Regions from separate parts of the Mus musculus genome. Here regions 1 and 3 are each linked to region 2. A link is a contact called in public promoter capture Hi-C data. All regions are on one chromosome and are shown on one strand. Each heading gives the region's core, a stretch centred on a gene start, on an enhancer-like site or on the middle of the called end of the contact. The rest is flanking DNA. Distances are from core to core; before and after follow the strand shown.

Region 1 (3,776 bases), core at 1,049-3,548, 300 kb after region 2:
TCCTGGGGGGTGGGTAGGCATCGTTGTCTAGGACAGACGTGAGGTGAGTGTTGGCCGCATGGCAGGGGTGGTTAGGGACGACGACTTTAGGGAGAATGCACTTTCTAAGTAGGAAGAGGCTTGACTCTGCCAAGCAAAGCTAGGCAGGGTTATGCAGTACTCATGGACTTTAAATTTTAGAATGATGCTTATAGCTTCATTCCTGTTTCGTAACTGAGTATCCTAATGTCTGTTATGTATTACTGTAGGGCCGCCTTTTTGCCTACCCGGACACTCACCGCCACCGCCTGGGACCCAACTATCTGCAGATACCTGTGAACTGTCCCTACCGCGCTCGAGTGGCCAACTACCAGCGTGATGGCCCCATGTGCATGCATGACAACCAGGGTAGGCCTGGATATATTTGAGTCCTTCCCTGTAAAGGCAGAGAGCATGAGGACTGGGTGGGCCAGGATGCTAGGCCAGTGGTTCTCAAACCGTGAGACCTCCTGTGCTGTGACATGCTCTATAGGCGCTGCCAGCCACCCAGATCTCTTCTGTTATGAAGTTTTGAGCTGCCCGTGGTCTCTCCTGGTTTCTATCCATTTTATACACATCCCAGAGAGTTCCCTCCTCCAGTTGCCCTTGGTATCTGTCTGAAGCGAAAGGCTAGGTGGAAGCTCTACTACCACAATGGCTGCTGTGGAGTGTGTCCAACCTAAGCTACAGAATGCACAGTTCCTCAGGTCACTCTTACCCTTCTGAGACCTTGGAAACGCAGAGGCACAAAGTCCACGCCTCTGCCTGTAGTTCTGGTGAAACTGGGGCACCAACTCTGACTGGAATTTGGAAGGGGGCGGGGAGGGGAGAGAGAGAGAGAGAGAGAGAGAGAGAGAGAGAGAGAGAGAGAATGAATTTCAAGGGCTGTGCTCTTCTTCCATGTCTGTTGCCCAAGTTGACTTTACCTAAGTAAGCTACCGAGATGACATTCTCCTGCATTTGAGTGCTTTGAGGGTTCATTTGTCAAGTGCGTGGCTTTCCCATCTTAATTACCTTCTTGATGCCAATGCACCGAAAGCCTCAGGTCTTAGTTCTGGATAGCCAAGCAGAGTGCTTGGTTGATGTGTCTTCTTTTAATATTCGAGTTTAATGAATATCTTGGTTTTTTAATTTCATGCTGGGAGCCTGTGCTTAAGTTAATAGCTGCAGAAGTCGGTCTCTGAAGAAGTTTGACCAGTGAAGTCTATTTGAAACAGTAGCTATCTGTACAAAAATCAAACATATCGTATACTAGAGGGTACACCTCCAATAACAAAGAATATGTGTACTCTAAAGGCAACTTGGGATATAGAGGACAAACACCCATGTAATAGTTCTAACACCCAGAGGCCAGGCCAATCGCATCTTTCAGTATTTCTTGCAGTGCTCCTTCAGGCGCCATTTTTACACATTTAGTTGCTTTGCACATGCTTTTTGTGCTCTGCTGTCCTGTCCTTAACTCCCAGGCCTCCCTGGCGTTTACTGACTGCGCATGCTTTCTGCCAAACTCCACTGAGTAGGTCTAGTATTTCTGCTCCCTTAAGACTCTGGAGGCATGGGCCTGAGTCGTCGTAGTTGACACTTCCTGTGTCTAAATCTTGCCTTTCCGGTCTTCGAGACTTTGATGTTTTTTTCCTTCTTTTGTGGCCTTTTTGTTATTGCAGCTGTGCCTGGCACCGACAGATGTCCCTGTTTCTCTTGAGCTTAGTTTATAGTTAATTAGTTCGTGTTTACATCCCGCTGGCACACTTGTGAGAAAGTTGCTCTGGGGTTGACGCTGAAGTCCTCTGCTTGATTTTAGAGCACGTTTGTGCTGTGCTCTGGAAATTCTCATGAAAGAGCTTAATTGTTTCCAGTTGCCAGAGCCTCCAAGACAACTCCCACTCTTGGGTAAAGGTCAGGATGTATTTGAAAATAGAATTAAAAACCTCTCAAAGGGTGAATTCCTAGTGAAGAAATATTGTGGTGGTTAGCTGTTGAAGTCTTTCCTTGCCGTAGCGACACAGCTACCCCAAGGCTACGTTCTGAAATGAGTAACCGATCGCCATAATGGTATATGGCCTTTTTTTTTTCTGCCCTGCATGCACCCTTGGTGCCTTGGTCACTGTGTTAGGTGGCATCTCCTAATTATCCATAGTGGAAAATCTGTCCTGTCGGAGAGCCACGAAGCATTCCAGTCACAGGCTGCTTCCTGTGAGCCACTCCTTAGCCTAGGCAGCGTTCTGTACGGGCAGTGTGAGCTCCCATAGTCAAGTTTCTGCTGATACCAGCCAAAGCGGCAGCGTGCCATGTGGAAAGTAAATATACCACAACAAGGGGCCAGTGAGGTAGCTCAGAGGGCTCAGGGAACCTGCTGCAAGCTCAAAGATCTGAGTTCACTCTCAGGGACCCACATGGTGGATGGAGGGAGAGAGTTGACTCTCACAAGCAGCTCTTTGACGTCCGTACGGGTTTTGTGGTATAAGTAAACCTGCACATGCACAGTAAATAAAAGTTAATAAAAAAATGCCAAGCTGAGAAAAAGAAAAGCTTTATTTTTTTAATCTCAGAATCATGAAGGATGTATAATTATATCTGCCAGTATTTTGTCCAAAAAAATTAAGATAAATGAAAGCTAGCATATTACAAATACAGATTTATTTTTTAACTTTTCCAAGTGGGGAAAGTAAAAATAGAATTGAGGGGAACATTAGAATAAGCTAAGGAGAGATGTTCCAAAGCCTTAAAGGCATGCGAGGAAGAGTTTTGTCGAGTTTCCTCATTGAAACAGACAGAAGTGCAGGCTTCTAGCCCTGCCCCACCAACAATGCACCAGCTATGAACATCTCAGAGCTTCAGATTTGGCCAGGGAATGAGGGGATAGAACTAGGTTGCTCTGTACAGTTGAGTCAACGATTAGATGGAGCCTACATCCAAATGAGACGATCAGATCCCCCGGTGTCTCTGGGCCTGATCTCAGAGACAACTACGTCACATCTTTGAAGAAACTTCCTGGTGCAGGTAAGCACCAGGCGGTGTTATAGACAAGGACCTCTGAAGTGTTGACTGGCATTTGAGATCTCTTTACTCAGGCAGCCCACACGTGCCTGTGGGCAGGGCAGTGTCCCCGAGCCTGTAGTTAGACCTGAGGAGAGAGAATCATTTCCCAGCATGTGATGTGTTTACATCGGTGCCTGATGTATGTGTGTTTGATTACTGCTGTGGGCCTCTCCTTCCCAGATTGATGACTCACTAAGGATGACTAAGATGACATCTCTAAGGATGTCTCTGCTTCTTTTCAAAGGTGGTGCCCCCAACTATTACCCCAACAGCTTCAGCGCACCAGAGCAGCAGCGCTCAGCCCTGGAGCACAGCGTCCAGTGCGCTGTAGATGTGAAACGCTTCAACAGTGCTAATGAAGACAATGTCACTCAGGTAATGGCTTTCTGGGCTCCTCCTGGGAGCTTGGCTGTTTTTCTTGTCAGACCTCATTAACGAGTGCCATTAGTCTCATTATATAGCTCTGCTGGCCTATATAGACCAGGCTGGCCTTGACTCCTATGTGCCCTCCTTGCTTCTCTCTCTCAAGTTCTGGGACTAAAGGCGCATGCCATCACATCGGACTTACTGGCCACTTCTTAAGGTGTCTGTCTTACTTAGGGTTTTACTGCTGTGAACAGACACCATGACCAAGGCAAGTCTTACATATGACAACATTTAATTGGGGCTGGCTTACAGGTTCAGAGGTTCAGTCCATTATCACCAAGGCAGGAGCTGAC
Region 2 (3,653 bases), core at 331-2,830:
GAAAGGATTTCAGATTCCCTGTCACCACGGAGTATCTTGTGCCTTCAAGGATGGTTTCATCTCTGGTTTTACTTAATCCAGGTGGCCAAATCCAGCCTAGCTGTTCTGAATATTAATTCTTTATAGTTACTTTGTCTATAAATACCTAAGTCCCAAGCCCCTCAAATTCAAAAGTCACACTAAAGTGCTTGAATATTAAATGGCCAGTGAAATGGCTCTGCAGCTATCATCACTTGAAGTCAACCCAGACCAGAGTTTTGACTCCTGGGACAAAGGTGGAGGAAGAGAATTGTCTCCAAAACCCTCTAAACCTGCAGGTGTGCAGTTCCATTCCCATACCCATCTTCTCAAGCACATTTGATATTCTACACTGAGAATATTCTACATCAACTATTTTCAGTCCAACTACTTGATAGGGGCAGTTGGCAGTAAGTTGGAAGCTGTCTTTGTTGTCTTTATATTCTTCAGTAAAATCACATGCTTCCACAGCATAGACAGCTCAGCCATCTAGCACTGGCTACCCTTCCCCTGCCCTACTACTTTATCATTCTAAATCTTGACTATCTTATGGCAGTTGCCCCCGTTTGCATCCTGACCTGGTGGTTTCAGATTTTGCAGTGACTAAGGTAATCATAGCCATCATCTCTGTTCCCAAAATTCCAGTTTTTTGTTTTCATTACAACGGAAATACCATATCTGGGCTACTTAAGCAGAATCGACTAGCCTTATTTGCCCATTTTTGTCCTCTTCCTATATTGGTTCCTTTAAAAAAAAAAAAGTCGAGTACTCACAAGGGTCATTATTTCTAAGTTTTGTGTTTTGCTTGTGTCACCACCACCTTATAGGACTTGTCTGCCCATTATAACAAAGTACTGGTAGTTTTATTTTCTTAAGTGCATTTAGAACCTTAGTATTAAGTCTAGGGCTGTATTGGTGACTTAAAACAATATGGCTAGGCATCATGAAGTCTTTAAAGTCCATTGAAATTTAGATTGATATTGAAGTTGGTGCGTAAATTTGGGGAAGGAATTCGTTTTAGATAACAGAACTTGTGCCCAAAAATATAGGATAAACCGATTTCACGTGGCTCATGCTAAAAGGAAAGCAGACATACTTACGGGTATCCTTGTGGATGTGGTTGGATGAGCTTTGAGACCCAATGTTGGGCTTTTAGTACACTTGGCATGAGTAAGAAAAGCCTGCAGAGTACCGCGGCCACGATCGTTGGTACAAAGTCTACAGACATTCTCAGACTGCTGCCGGATGGAGGTTCAAGTAAGATGAATTAAACAATTACTGGGCTAGTTTCATATAAAAGTAGGGAGGTCGATAAAACAACACCTACGCTAGCAACAGCTATTGCCTTGTACAACCCTGCTATAGAGGTTTTTTTCAACATAGCAACAGTGGACGAGTTCCTGTACCAGTGGCAACGGCAAATGCGAGACACCCGGATATCTAAACGATTACTTCCGCCTGTCATAGCCAGGTTACCCGCAGCAAATGGCGAAATGGCGGCCGGGAGTTAGTGCGCAAGCGTAGCGGAGATCCGCGGCGTGTTCTTACGTCATCACTAAGCGTCGAAGCCATGGAAGGTCCCATAGCTGTAGTGGTCCCCTCCCTTCTGAGCACTTGCCCACGTGCTGTCTGCCACTTAAGCGGATTCACGTGCAGCGGCGGCCCCGGCGTAGCTCAGCTGTGTAGAATTTTCTCCAGCAGATTGGTCAGCCTGGGTAGCAACTCGGTGTCTTCACGTGCTTCCGTTGTGCAGCTGCCTGGTGTCGGCCGGAGCAGGGCGCAGGTACTCTTTGCAAGGGACTGGGTCGGATGTTGAGATGTGCGTTTGGGTCTTTCACTGGCCGGTAGGGCTGGCTCGAGTACGGAAGCTTCTGTACCGGCTGGTGCCTGTATCTTCGGACTCTTCGCCTGGACTGCCCTACAGACAGACGTTCCTGGTCCGGGATACTCTGACATGCGGGGCTGGCTTCTCGAGCGCTTTCCGGGAGTGTGGCTCCTTCCCACACTCGGGCTTCTTCTCTCTCTTTGAGAGAATGGGTTGGTGTCAAAACTATTTTCTGAGAAACTCGGCTCCTCGTAGCAGTGGTAGGCTTTGAACTAACGCGGTTTAGTCCCAGATATTCTGCTCTTAAATACTGCAGTATGCCAGTTTATTTGCACTATTTAGCTGTCTCAGTCAGGACATTTGACAGTGCACCTCGTGATGCTTAGTACCCGGTGCTGTGTGTACAAGAATGGATACAGCCGAATGAAAATGACTTGTCGATCAGGTTGTGGTGGCGTATACCGTTAATTCCAGCGCTTGGAAGGTGGAGCCTGGAGTATTTTTTGGAGCTCGAGGCCAGTCTGGTCTGCATAGTGAGACTGTTTGAAAAAACAAAACAAAGCAAACAACAACAACAACAAAACCCAATACGATTCATCTTATTTTCTCTTTCCAATAATGCTTTCCTTATGTATTAAACGTTTCTTGGAACCAGTAATTTTAGATCGTTATCAGATCCCTCACTCTGGCCATTAATTTTACATTAGTTTTGTGTGTAGTTGTATTTCATCTACTTTTAAAAGTACTTTTTAGAATTAAAGCTTGTACTCAGGGGCCTTACCTGTTAATTCTAAGACTCTCCTATTATAACAAAAAATAAGACTCCCCCCCCCCCCCCCCCCCAAGACAGGGTTTCTCTGTATAGCCCTGGCTGTCCTGGAACTCACTCTGTAGACCAGTCTGGCCTCTAACTCAGAAATCCGCCTGCTTCTGCCTCCCAAGTGCTGGGATTAAAGGCGTGGGCCACCACTGCCTGACAAGATAAGACTTTTAACAATTAAGCTGGACTCGTTAACATTAGGTACCCATTCATTTTTTGTAGGTGTTTATGTGGCTGGCAACATAAAGCTTACAAACTGAGTTGCTTTGGACTTGGGTAGATCCCAGTGTAAAGTCTATTTGTTACATCAGTGCCTTGGGATACTAGATTTTTTTTTCTTTTAAGACTTATTTATTTATTATATCTAAACACACTGTAGTTGTCTTCTGACGCACCAGAAGAGGGTGTCAGATCTCATTAAGGATGGCTGTGAGCCACCATGTGGTTGCTGGGATTTGAACTCAGGACCTTAGGAAGAGCAGTCAGTGCTGAGCCATCTCTCCAGCCTGGGATACTAGATTTTTTTTTTACTGCTTTCCCCTTCTAAACAGGCGCCATTTATTGTGATACTGTTTTGTGTTAAGACCTGTTAAAGCCTATGTTTAGGGAAGGAGGTTTTGTTTAAAGCACAACAGGTTCCTGAATTTTAAAATCACACATAGCCTGACACTCTAATACCGGGGGAGTGTGATTGATTGTCTTAATTTTTTTGGGGGGGGGGGCCTATTTGTTATAGGTAATTTGATAACATTTATATTTTATTAAATGCTGGAGGAATTGAGTTTAGGTCCCCAGCTAGGCAAATATTGTACTACTGTACACCCAATAACCCATATGGTACTTTTTAAAATCACCTGTATAGAGCCGTTAGTGTGGCTTCTCACCCAAAGAAACACATTGAATCAGAAATATTTGTTTTCTCTCATTTTATACGTAACATATGAATTTAAGCTTTTATTATTATTATTACTATGTTTTAATTGTGTGTGT
Region 3 (3,514 bases), core at 844-3,343, 270 kb before region 2:
CTAAAAGTCTCTTCTTACAAGAGGCTACACAATCTCATCAGCCACACTTCATGCAACCTGCCTGTTAGTCATTTCTACCTTCAGCAAAACCTGCTTTCTTGTTTTTCTAGTTAAACAGGACACACTATTGTTAAGAGACCCATCAGCCTCTCAATACTGTTCCCTTCACCAGGACAGAAGTGCACTGTGCCACACTTCATGTCTTCCACTGTGAGTTGGTCAGCCTGTCTTCCACATTCCTTTCCAATGCAATATACATATTCCTTCCCAATACTTGGCCCCTTTTGTAATTACATACTTGTTTGACTTTCCATCTTGTCTATAGTAGTCAAGCTACAAAAAAAAGACCATATCTCTCTAACTCACTACTGTAATCCTACATTTAACTGGCACATGGCAGACATTCAACAAAACAAAACAAACAAACCTGAGCAGATGAATACAAAAATAAATATCTTTACACTCTAGCAATGCACACTTTATTACTACAAACTCTAGTTGGAGAAGATAGTGGGAGAGTAAGGTTGCTAAACTGAGGAGAGTGAAGTATTCCGGACAGGGAACTGAGCATACACAACCATGTGCGAGTGTTGTGCCATCTGATGGGCTGAGAAAATATGATAGTGGAGGAGAGGCCTGAAAGGCCTTAGATAATAAGCTATTGGGTAAGGGCCTTAAATACTGCAGAAGTTCAGGGTCCAGTGTTGTAAACAGGGATGTCATGGGCTTTTAAGAAAAATGACAGCCAGATTGGTCTTTAGAAGGTAACTCTGGCAGCAAGCAAGCAAAGAAAGAAGGCTATCTAAATAAGAAGTTATAGCAATAAACTATTTCAGATGAAATACATTTGAGCTGGCCAACCTTTCCTACAGAAAAACTTTCTGTGTGTTAGTACAGGCTGAGTAGGGGGAAGTGTGTTTTTTGGAAAGACAAATGTCTTAGCAGGTACGAGTGGAGGCCATAACAGAAAACCCAGGAAATATCTCTGCCACCACTTAGCTACCTGTAACTCCAAGAAATCTGTACCTCTTAAAGGCCCCTAAAAACAGAGGACATAGATGCCCAGATTCCAGTAATGAAGCAAAAACCAAAAGTGTGTCTTCCCCATGTGAGAGGGCCATTTTGCAGCCTCCACAAATATATACGGAAGCACAAGAAACCCAGGCTATGCGGTCAAGAATGTAAACAATCCTGACACAGGGGGTGAGGGTGACAAGAAAGGGGCACACGGCAGGACCATTTGTCCCTCCACGCTAAAACAGTCCTGGTTTCTGAAAGAATTCTCGCATGCCCGGTGTTTATTTTTGGAGTAAATGCTGGTCATCTGGGAAACCCTAAGGTAACTGCAGTCACCTGTAAGGCCTCACCGGAAGTCGGTGACAAAACCCAAAATCCAACCACCCACCATAAAAAGGGAAACTGACAGCCAAAAAAGTCGCCGACACAAGACAAAGTGTATGCTGCCCGCGATCACGATGGCATCAGAGTCAGAAGGTCGCAGGCCTTCTCGCGCGCGTTCTACCTGCCCACGAGGGCTCTGGTCATCAGGGACCCCAGGCGCGACAGGGATGCGCGTGGGCCGAGACAGTGGCCTTTCCACAGCGCTAGACCAGGCCCCAAAGGGCCAGCGAGGGTCCGCGGGGTGCAGGACCAGGGAGCCACCTCTCTCTTCCGCAACCCGGCCTAGCCGAGGCTTGAGGGAGAGGGCGCTAAGTTCCCGGGGACCTAGGCCTGGGCAGGGGTAAGACCTGGATGCCCAGACCGCTCCCCCGAGTCTCCTTCAGCCCCCCGGGGCGCTATGCGGGATAACGGCCGCCTTGCAGTCACCCTGCTGCGGAGGGAGCCCACGTCCAGCCAGCGACCCCGGGCCTCCTTCCCTGCCTCCTTCCACGTTCCCACCCCTGCCGAGAGCACCGCCCCATTACTTGATTAGGTCCCTGTAGTCCACGAAGGATAAGATGAGCAGCAGAGGGTCGGTGGGCAGCGACTCCAGGGTCAGCAGCCCCGTCTCGGCCTCTACGGCAGCCATCTTGCCCGGCCCGCTGCAGCCTTGGCACCACCCCGGCCCCGCCCCCGCCCCCGCCGCCCGAACCGCTCGGCGGCCGCTAGCACAGGTTAGTTATGTAACTGTCACCCGGCCCCAGCCCCGCCCCCGGGATGCCCCGCCCACCCCGCGGTCAGCCCTGCGGGGGCGCTGCTGTCCCTGCCAGTCTGTTTCTGAGTCTTTGGTCTCTTCTTCCACGCATTTTATATCTCGTATCCTCAAAGCCTCTCCCTAAATCTTACACTAACCCTACCTGGCCTTTGGGTCCCAAACCCATTGCTTCATTTCCAATCCATGGTCTCTGTTGCCAGCCTCGGACTCCCATTGCCACTCACCCCCACCTGCACTCGGAATTGCTGCTCTGAGCCCTGTCCACTTAGCAAGGAAGGAATGATGGGGAAAGAGACACAGGGGAAGGCATTCCAACTTTGAAATGATAGGGAGGTTATAATTCTTCCATGGCCCACAAGGCAAAAAACTGTCCTTCAAAAAAACCGAAAATGACCTCTGGATAAATTCCTTGTCCAACAAATGTTAATTGCCCAAGCCCTTACCACCAGGCTTCTAAACCTACTGGTCCCAGAGAAAGTTTCTTCCAACTACTTAAGTGTAAGAAATAATCAAATGTGAGTATTTTCCACCAAGTGCTATAAAACTTGTGTTTAGGACAAGGAATTTGATTCTTTTTAACCTTCTGAGCACACCCTCTTGATAAACATAAATTTGTCTTGTCTAGACACAATAGTTGGAGTGGTGGTCTCTTTCTTTTCTGAACCGGCCTGCAGGTCTGTCTGCAAGGGAGAGAGTGGGGATGGAGGGGCAAGAGATTCGAAGAATGGAAACAAGACAGGGTATATAAGCACAAGCTGGGGAGTCCAGGATGTGTCTGAGAAAAACAGGATATTATTATAGTGTGTTCAGCTGTGGTGGGCTGCTTGCAAAAACATCATGCTAGGAAAACAAGTCTCTCATCAGGGTGGAAAAGTACCAACCTGTAAGTAAATAGCCCGCGATGGCTGCAGAGATGGTAGTAGTTTCTGCTAAGAGTCAGCTCCCAACAATTTTCAACCTCAAACTTTCTTTCTTTCTTCCTTCCTTTCTTCCTTTCTTTCTTTCTTTCTTTCTTTCTTTCTTTCTTCTTTCCTTCTTTTTAAAGATTTGTTTATTATATGTAAGTACACTGTAGCTGTCTTCAGACACATCAGAAGAAGGCATCCAATCTCATTACAGATGGTTGTGAGCCACCATGTGGTTGCTGGGATTTGAACTCTGGAAGAGCAGTCAGTGCTTTTAACCGCTGAGCCATCTCTCCAGCCCTCAAATTTATTTCTAACATCAAGACAGAGGAGGGTATGATATAGCCTGCCCTTCTGACGAGTTTCTCTCAACTACTTTAACTTGGTTGACATGGCAAATTCTCAGCCTACAAGTAAAAAGTAAGGAAATTGAATTCTTTACATTTTATTTTAT

Evidence for each region. Promoter capture Hi-C pulls out the DNA fragments that hold promoters and counts their contacts. Capture Hi-C pulls out chosen DNA fragments and counts their contacts.
Region 1: a promoter capture Hi-C map of second pharyngeal arch cranial neural crest shows a contact between it and region 2. The contact joins the enhancer-like site here to the promoter of Nat10 in region 2. A contact is called at or near these places in 22 of 39 promoter capture datasets (the 3T3-L1 cell line, 3T3-L1-derived adipocytes, the C10 cell line and 14 more), 6 of 484 Hi-C or Micro-C datasets (the HPC-7 cell line, bone marrow-derived macrophages, centroblasts and 3 more), 15 of 115 datasets of contacts at active chromatin or transcription factors (the 230-238 cell line, the SCID.adh cell line, bone marrow-derived macrophages and 11 more) and 4 of 9 other capture datasets (adipose tissue, embryonic stem cells, liver and 1 more).
Region 3: a promoter capture Hi-C map of liver shows a contact between it and region 2, with 2.1 times the contacts expected there. The contact joins the promoter of Fbxo3 here to the promoter of Nat10 in region 2. A contact is called at or near these places in 7 of 39 promoter capture datasets (the HPC-7 cell line, erythroid cells, hematopoietic stem and progenitor cells and 4 more), 2 of 484 Hi-C or Micro-C datasets (Th1 cells and granulocytes), 8 of 115 datasets of contacts at active chromatin or transcription factors (the 230-238 cell line, the SCID.adh cell line, cardiomyocytes and 4 more) and 3 of 9 other capture datasets (adipose tissue, liver and pancreatic islet).

Annotation. Positions count from the first base shown.
Region 1 is chr2:103,459,898-103,463,673 of GRCm38.p6, reverse strand. It overlaps Cat (catalase), which reads left to right. Exons shown (of 13, transcript NM_009804.2): 9 at 249-387; 10 at 3,302-3,432. Among named protein-coding and RNA genes, the nearest start is that of Cat, 23 kb to the left of the region's middle. Within about 2 kb of position 2,298, at least 55 of the 459 cell types and tissues checked have an H3K27ac peak or open chromatin away from gene starts, as enhancers often do. A contact at or near this core is called in double positive thymocytes, embryonic limb bud, forebrain and 3 more, where this site is marked.
Region 2 is chr2:103,759,197-103,762,849 of GRCm38.p6, reverse strand. Nat10 (N-acetyltransferase 10) reads left to right here and starts at 1,580. Exons shown (of 29, transcript NM_153126.3): 1 at 1,580-1,801.
Region 3 is chr2:104,026,378-104,029,891 of GRCm38.p6, reverse strand. It overlaps Fbxo3 (F-box protein 3), which reads right to left and starts at 2,093. Exons shown (of 11, transcript NM_212433.1): 1 at 1,926-2,093. The coding sequence starts at 2,029. 4931422A03Rik (RIKEN cDNA 4931422A03 gene) reads left to right here and starts at 1,531. Exons shown (of 5, transcript NM_175161.3): 1 at 1,531-2,114; 2 at 2,605-2,670. The coding sequence starts at 2,669.